3 separate regions of the Mus musculus genome follow, and regions 2 and 3 are each linked to region 1. Evidence: chromatin contacts called from public Hi-C and HiChIP or PLAC-seq data. All regions are on one chromosome and are shown on one strand. The core of a region is the stretch at or near the end of the contact, and the rest is flanking DNA. Distances in the headings are between cores, read along the strand shown.

What was found. A called contact is a pair of places that touch in the nucleus more often than the background predicts. HiChIP or PLAC-seq counts read pairs in DNA pulled down with a chosen protein or histone mark.
Region 2: a contact with region 1 is called in a BATF HiChIP or PLAC-seq map of CD8 T cells, with 16 read pairs. The contact joins two enhancer-like sites. A contact is called at or near these places in 2 of 15 datasets of contacts at CTCF or cohesin (CD8 T cells and the NIH/3T3 cell line), 5 of 484 Hi-C or Micro-C datasets (Th2 cells, bone marrow-derived macrophages, cerebellar granule neurons and 2 more), 4 of 115 datasets of contacts at active chromatin or transcription factors (CD8 T cells, bone marrow-derived macrophages, embryonic stem cells and 1 more) and 1 of 9 other capture datasets (liver).
Region 3: a Hi-C map of bone marrow-derived macrophages shows a contact between it and region 1, with 2.5 times the contacts expected there. The contact joins two enhancer-like sites. A contact is called at or near these places in 1 of 15 datasets of contacts at CTCF or cohesin (CD8 T cells), 7 of 484 Hi-C or Micro-C datasets (the AML12 cell line, CD4 T cells, DN3 thymocytes and 3 more) and 1 of 9 other capture datasets (bone marrow-derived macrophages).

What each region holds. Positions count from the first base shown.
Region 1 is chr3:109,195,040-109,197,660 of GRCm38.p6, forward strand. No RefSeq gene overlaps it. Among named protein-coding and RNA genes, the nearest start is that of Slc25a24, 73 kb to the left of the region's middle. Within about 2 kb of position 1,337, at least 31 of the 459 cell types and tissues checked have an H3K27ac peak or open chromatin away from gene starts, as enhancers often do. A contact at or near this core is called in CD8 T cells, Th2 cells and bone marrow-derived macrophages, where this site is marked.
Region 2 is chr3:109,322,668-109,325,288 of GRCm38.p6, forward strand. No RefSeq gene overlaps it. Among named protein-coding and RNA genes, the nearest start is that of Vav3, 17 kb to the right of the region's middle. Within about 2 kb of position 1,299, at least 68 of the 459 cell types and tissues checked have an H3K27ac peak or open chromatin away from gene starts, as enhancers often do. A contact at or near this core is called in CD8 T cells, Th2 cells and bone marrow-derived macrophages, where this site is marked.
Region 3 is chr3:109,271,889-109,274,509 of GRCm38.p6, forward strand. No RefSeq gene overlaps it. Among named protein-coding and RNA genes, the nearest start is that of Vav3, 67 kb to the right of the region's middle. Within about 2 kb of position 1,338, at least 77 of the 459 cell types and tissues checked have an H3K27ac peak or open chromatin away from gene starts, as enhancers often do. A contact at or near this core is called in bone marrow-derived macrophages, where this site is marked.

The sequences.
Region 1 (2,621 bases), core at 87-2,586:
TTGCTGCAGCAGAATCCCACTTCTGGGACCAATTTTTTGTGTCCACCAAAGTCGACCTAGTTTGGATGAAAGGATCACATTCTTTTAAATATTTGATGGTTTAAACACACTGTCACGGGTTCATTTAAGGTCAACAGAGACCATGTTCATAATTTTTCCATGCTAAGAACTTCTCTGATCATAGCAAAGGAAAAACTAAGGGTGCCCTGGTCATTTGTCTAAGTGACATGGACTTATCTTTGTTCCTTCTTTTCCTTACCATATAATGCAAGAAGTGGATATCAGAAACCTTGTTTCCTAAGTTCCTACGTCAGCCAACTACTTGGTTTGCTAGTGGGAGGCACTGGAGGAAAATCCAGGTAAATCTTTAATATTGGAAGTGATGGGGACAAGTGTAGTACAGCAGGAGTTGTACCACACTAGTTGACTAGTCTGAGGCTTTCTCTCTGCCCCTCCAGTTGTCCTCAGGGTTACTTTCCAAGTTCCATTTGAGTGAGTCTTTTGGTGGTGTTGAGTATTTGTCAACTTTAAAAAAAAAAGATGAAGGACAATTTTATTAGCTTTTAGAAGAGAAAAACTCCTGCAAGGCAGGCAAATTGTACATCTTCCAGGAAGATGGGAATGGAGGACAGAAGAAAAGAAATCTATTTAAGTGGACATGGAGGTCAGACACATGGCAGACAAGCAGCCACATGATGGGAGGGGAAACTTCAGAGAAAGAAGAAAGAGCCAAAGTACTAAAGAAAGCATCCCGAGGTTCCGGTCAGTGTCTGGAAGAGAGTCAGAAGCATTTTAGGTTGTTGGCTTGGGTTTTCAGGGTGAGTTTGGAAGTTTCGGTAACTCCACCTCACTGCCATCACTCCCCTTGAGGAAGTCCTTGGAGAGACCTCGCATTTTCTTTGTGAGATCCTGGGTCATAAAGTTTGGGTGAATTTAGACTGTGATCCTCAGAGGCTGTGAAATCTCAGGAGAGAGGCTAGATTTCCTCTTTGTGCCAATGCCAGGTACAGGCACACGGTCTCTTTCTGCAGAGAAGGAGGCATTTGTTCCTCATCTTCTTTATTCTGAGCCTGGTTGAGATTTCCCTTGTGTGCAGGTCTCTCTGTGTGATTCTCTGTGTTTTGAAGGATCTGGGGTTTGCTTTCCTTTCCTGGGCATTGTGAGTTTTACACTCTTTGCCTCCAGGGCATTGCAAACTTCCTGCAGGGTTTGGTCTCTGCTTCCCTTGGCAGGTTCTTGTTCTCAGCTCAGACTTGAACTTCCTTTGTACCATCTCTGGGATGGATTCATAGCAGTTCTTTAGAACTGCATGTTTCATTTTGCGTTTTAGATGATTCATTTGGGAAGGTTGTTTAAGGTGACTAATGCTGAGATGACACACGGAAACCCACATCTCATTTCCCTTTTTATAGTAGAAGAAATAAAACACACTCAGAAAACAGTATTCATTTAAAAATGCACAACTGTACCAAACTGATGTGGGAAATAGATAAGATGCTTAGTTATAGATAACTAGGTTGTCATGATTACTAGCTAGTAACAAGGAACTGGCTATACTTATCCTTTTGCATTAAGTTTCTCAGTTCACCTTGGTTGTTGTGATGTAAGAAGACATGTTTAAGGAATCGAAATAAAATTGGCTGGAAATCCCATCATTTCTTGTGCCCCCTCAGCTTCTTTTCTGTTCTTATATTGCTTCCCCACAAAACTCTCACTCCTATGTAGATCAGTAGACTTCTCTTTACTTCACTTCTTGCCTATCCTGAATTCATCTAATTGTTCACCGTAACTAAGGGAAATTAAGACATAATAAACATAAGATTATTTCTAGATCTCACCACCTAGTTTTGCAAATCGTTATCTTTCTCCTCCCTCTTCTCCTCTCCATGTGATCTTTGGTGATGATAAATGTGATCAGGCAGAAAGAGTATGGATCTAGTGTCTACACTGGGCTACAACTTTGGTGAAAAGAACCAGAAATACCAAATGTTTATCAGTTTGGCTTTTCTGTAACACTTTTAGTGGATATTTTTAGTATATATTCAAGGACTTTTTTTGACAGAAAAAAAAATCATTGAAAGGCTTCTAGAGCATTATGGATCCACTGAATCTTTTCATAATTTTCTTTGAAACGGGGTCAAAATAACACTTGTGATACAATCTATACCATCAGGTTATGTGGCTACTTTCATCCAGTGAAAATCTGTGGTTTAAGTGGGGTGATTTTATAATATTTTATCGATTAACCATTCTTTACTAGCAATTCGTTTAGTCATGCCATCAATAAACCATTTTTTTTACACCATTGTTAAAACTACAACATTTCCTTTTGCTTTGAAGAAATTCAAGTTTTGAAGACTATCAGAATCTTGCGTTTAGAATATTAGTTGCCTCACAGGCAGCTTAGGTACCAGGCATGTTTAGATGATGTGGTGTGACTTGGATGCTGAGTGAAGTGCCCTGCGGGGAGCAAGCAGAGGTACTTTAGCACAGGGGACTCTGGGTGTCCTAGTTTTGTTTCCTTTTGCTGTGATAAAACACTCTGACTAAAGCAACTTGGAGGAGTAAGTATTTTAGCTCACAATTCCAGCTAAAAGTTCATCAAAGGGGAGAAGTCACAA
Region 2 (2,621 bases), core at 49-2,548, 130 kb after region 1:
TTCACCAAGAAAATGTACAAAACTCACTTTTATTCTGAGAATACATTGTTTAGCAATTGACTGTATGTCTTGATCATTCCTTGTAACTCTCTGTTGAAAATTAGAGTATATATTGTCCTCTGCAATAATTAGATCAGGAGAGGGTAGCAATATGTTGTTTTGGTGTCTGCCTTCTGTACAGAAGTCATGGGGTTTAAAAGTCTTCATTCTTGACTATTTATTATTTAATTGAAGTTCCTAGTTAATGTTAAAAATAAACCAAGTTATAGTGGAATTTGAGGTGGGGTGGGGGGATGAGAAGTGAGGATGGAAGGTGGGATAGGGATGGGGTGAAAATGGAGGGTGGGAATGGGAGGTAGGGTGGGGGGTGGGGATAGAGGGTGGGGTTTGGGAGGTGGTGGAATGGGGGTGGGGTGGGAGAATGGGAGGATGAGGATGGGGTAGGGGATAGGAGTGTTCTAGTATTTTCTTATGGATGAAACCCCCTTTTAAATCTCATTCTGTGAGCACTTTGAATTCTAATGTGAAAACACACTCTTGATGAAAGCTGGCGGCGTGTTATGGAGCCAGGAAACTTACAAAATTGATTTTAATGTTTAAGCAAAATGGATTACTTTCCTTGACTACCGAGCCCAACATATGTCTGGTGTGCACTGAGATATAATCTACCGCTGAATACTTTTCTTCTTCCTCTTCCTGCAGTTGACAATGATGTCTCTCCGTAAAAACTGTCCAAATAATAAAGGAATTTTCAAACTCAACCACTTTTATGAAAGAGACAAGAAAAGGGGAGATTAAATAAGACAGTGACAATTGCCATCTGTGCGTAAATAAACATTTAAACTCCTGAATGTCTAAAAGAACAAGATCAAATCCTCAAACCTAGCACAGAATTTATTCCCTGTGTTAAGCCTTCTGCCTCCGGATAATACTTCCTTCTTGAGAGCCTTTGTTCAGTAAAGAGGTGACTCATTCTCACACAAGTACCTTTGTGGCTAGGGAGGTATCCTTTGGTGTACTAAAATTTTCTTCTAAACAAACAGAATCTAAATGAGTAAAAGGGACTTGATGAGAGGGAAAGGGGAGGAGAGGTGAAAGGGCAGGGGGAGGGGAGGAGAGAAGGAAGTAGCGGTGTGGGGGAGGGGAGGATAGGAAAGGAAGGAGTACTAAACCAAGCCTGTGGCATAGTTCATTTCCCCTCTCACTACCTGAGTAGAGAGGGTGAGACAGCAGGAGGGCTCACCCAGCTGGAGTGGTATTCTAAACCCTGATCTGTCACTCATATGTCTCTCCTATCTCAACTTCTGAAGCCTCCTGACCCGCGTACTAGAGGAAGTAGGGGAGCTTGGGTATTTTCTGCTCTGCTCCTAGTCAGTGCCTTTGATTTTTACTTTCTCCTTTATGGGCTCTGAATGAGTTGAGATCAGCTCAGCGGGGGAGCTCAAACGGATTCTGGGGACTCTCATTTTCCTCAGTAGCACTTAGACAGATAAAGATGCACTAGCAGGTGACAGCCTCAGGGCCAATGCAGGCAGGCCTGTCCTTGGGACATCATAGCAGGAGAGGAAGAACTCTGAGGTGCAGCAGTGGGAAGGGATAAGGAGTTGCAGCTGGTGTTCCTGGAGTTACCAGAGAGGCACCTTAGGGAACTGGGGACTGTTACTGACCCAATGGGCAACTTGATTGCAGTTTAGCATAGACAGAGTTCTGATGCTCACAGAGACAGCCCTGATAGGTAGGAAATGTGCTTCCTATACTTGACACTTTCCAACTACTTTGTGCTTTCATCCGGTCAGTGAGGAAAGCCATAAGGAGCCTGCCAACAGATATGCTTGTCTGTTTTATTTACTACAGAACCTCCAGCATTAGAGAAATCTAGACTGTTAACAAATGTCGCCTTACTACAAATTCACTTATCACAGACCAATTTAGAATCCTAGGAGGGGAACCAGTAGACTCAGACAAGGAAAATAAACTTCCCAAGCAGAGTTGGGGTTCACTCAGAGCCAAGGAGCTTGAGAGCTCCTAGTTCCCTGGGGAGGAGGAATTACGGGCCATCATGCCTGCACCTGCATGGAACCATTCTTCAAGGCCTAAATCAATATCTTAGAGAAAGGGAGATTGTTTGCCATGGAGTTACTTTGATTTGTGCCTGTGTGTATGTGCATTTTTGTGCACATGATAATATCTAGAGTTCCTTAAAGACAACATTTAAAGACTTTTTGGGCTCCAAAAGTCAGATCCTGACTTGGAGTTGGGTCTTAGTTGCTATCTAGAAATGACTATAGAAATGGCACAGCAGTAGTTTCGATCATTAACATGCCAAGTCCAGGGTATAAAGGACACACAAGAGACCAGCATCCAAGTGATCCTTTGGTGGGTACCGACCTGGATTGGGTGACACACTGTCATATGCAGGTTATTCTCCAATAATGTTCTGTCTCTCTTCCTGTCATTCCCGACTGTGAACAGTATCCCATACTCTATAATCTCTTTCTAGTGAGTTCTACCCATGATCATACATCCAACTTCCAACTGTTTTCTGTGCTAATGAATCTCAACCCTAGTCACATCAACCCTCCCTCCCCACCTCCTACCTTCTGCCGGCTTCAGGATGACCT
Region 3 (2,621 bases), core at 88-2,587, 77 kb after region 1:
TTTATTCATGATTTGCTCAGTCTTTATTTCAGGTTTTAGGTAGATGAGGGAGGAACTATGAAATAACTTAATGGGTTCTCTTGGAGACATGTGATCAAGGAGCCATATTGGGGCCTAGCAAACACAGAAGTGGATGCTCACAGTCAGCTAATGAATGGATCACAGGGCTCCCAATGGAGGAGCTAGAGAAAGTAGCCAAGGAGCTAAAGGGATCTGCAACCCTATAGGCGGAACAACATTATGAACTAACCAGTACCCCGGAGCTCTTGACTCTAGCTGCATATGTATCAAAAGATGGCCTAGTCGGCCATCACTGGAAAGAGAGGCCCATTGGACTTGCAAACTTTATATGCCCCAGTACAGGGGAACGCCAGGGCCAAAAAGGGGGAGTGGGTGGGTAGGGGAGTGGGGGTGGGTGGGTATGGGGGACTTTTGGTATAGCATTGGAAATGTAAATGAGCTAAATACCTAATAAAAAATGGAAAAAAAGAAATATTGAGGCTATAGCAATTCATTGTCTATGGAAGAACTGAGAAAGACTATGATATAAGGAGAGGGGTCTACCAGGCATGTACATAGAATGGAATTAAGATACACACAGTGGGTCTGCAGTGTGGTGTATGCTATAGGGAGGTAAAACTGGATAAGTGTGGTGTATGATATAGGGAGGTAAACCTGGACAAGGACCAGCTTGTAAGGTCTTTCTAGACCAAGCTAAGGAATTTGCATTTTATCCTTTAGAGGAACCATCAGAGGATTGTAAATAGGTAAGTTGACTTATATAGGAAGAGCCTACAAAATGGTTATTTGATTTAAGCTTTTTGGAACTCAATGTAACTCTCTTGAAAATAAATTTTCACACAGTTGGAGCAATAGCTCTGACACTTTAATTTGTACCAGAATTACCTGTGGAGATTGACAGAAATATACAGAATGTTAGATAACATCAAATTGACTGGCATCGTTGGGGAATTTGCATATCTCTCAAGAGTCTTCAGAGGATGTCTAAGGTGATCATCTAGGGTCACATTTGAGAAGTGCATGAATGTTTTGGTGAAGGTTGTGGAAGAAGAATTCTAATTTATCACTAACAAATTCAGCACAAAATTTGTTTATTCTGTCAGTGGGATTACAATGAAAAATTTTCCTTCTTCCTCTTTCTTTTCCTTTTCCTTTTCCTCTTCCTCTTTTATTCTTTTAAAATCTGAACAAAGGGAGGTAACTGTCATCTGCTCTGGTGGAAAAATAATGTATTCACAAGGCTCTAGGCTCACTGCTCTACAAAGCCAGCTGGTCGCCATGACTCACCCTCAGAATGCATTTTCACATCCTAGGGGGTGTTGGGGCAAACAGCTGGCCCTCTTTGAGCTCACATCTTGGAAACCTTCCACTGTTCTTATTCCATAAATACAGACCAGTAGCTTAGCTAGGATTTCCATAAACTGTAAGATTTTTCACTAAAATTCTGTGGTGTTAGTGCAATCCTAGTGGGAGGAAGTATGTAGCAATCTGAGCTATGACTGAGAATCATCTGACAATTAATTGGGTGGAAATAAAAAGCTGGGAGCTGAGTAATAAATGAGATACAGTCCAGAGAGGGGTACTGGCTCCTATCACGGGGATTTGTTGTAAAGTAGTCTTGCTAAAACTCATTCTCTAGACCCCTGCTATACAGGGTATGGAATTCTTTGTCTCCATTGCAGACAGTATCTGAATATGTCAACAATGGTTTCAGATGAGTCTTCCAACATCAGCTGTGACTCACCCTTTCTGACCTTCAGTCCGCACTCTCATTGCAGGGAGTCTGTTTCATGAAAGATTCATGGAGAAGATTACTCCAGGGCAACGCACACAGAATGAACGATGCTGCTTTGATGTGTTAAGCTATCTTCCTTCCTTAAAGATTGCCAGGCAAAAAATAGCCATTAAAAAAAAAAAGCATTCTTAGGAAGGATGCTCGCTTGATTGGCACCAGTACTTAAATATGCATGGCAGACCTGAGATCTTTCTTCTTGTAAGTAGCAATAAAACAGTGTTCCCTGATAAATCCTGCAAAAGCATTGACATGGTCTGAGTGCTCTACTTGCAATACAGGGAGCAATGCCATCGCTCACCTGAATTACTGAAGCCCGCTAATATGTGCATGCCTCTCGTTGCTGTGTTTGCACTCCAGTTTCTTTAGAGCAGGGGTTTTCAACTGTCATGCAAGGCTTGAACCCATCATAGGCACAAAACTAAATATTTACTCCACAGATGAGAATAATCTGGACTATAACCAAACATTAGTAGTAATAGTACTGGTAGCAGCAGTAGCAGCAGCCATCCAACCCTTCCTACACTTGACACTCCTCTCAACACTTAACAATAATGCATTTAATGCTCACAAGAAACTTTACAAAATACATTGTTGTCTGTGCCATGTTCAGATAGGGAAACTGAAGTACCAAAGAGAGGGAACTTGCCTACCAACCCAGGAACTGTAAGTGGTGGCTGGGCTTCAGGACTCATGTTCTTGATAAAGTGCTAGCGTGATATAAATGCGCTCCCATCTTTTGCTTGCTCAGACACTTCTGCCTGTCCTTTATTCTCCGGTTTAAGTTTCTTCTTTTCTGCAGGCCTTT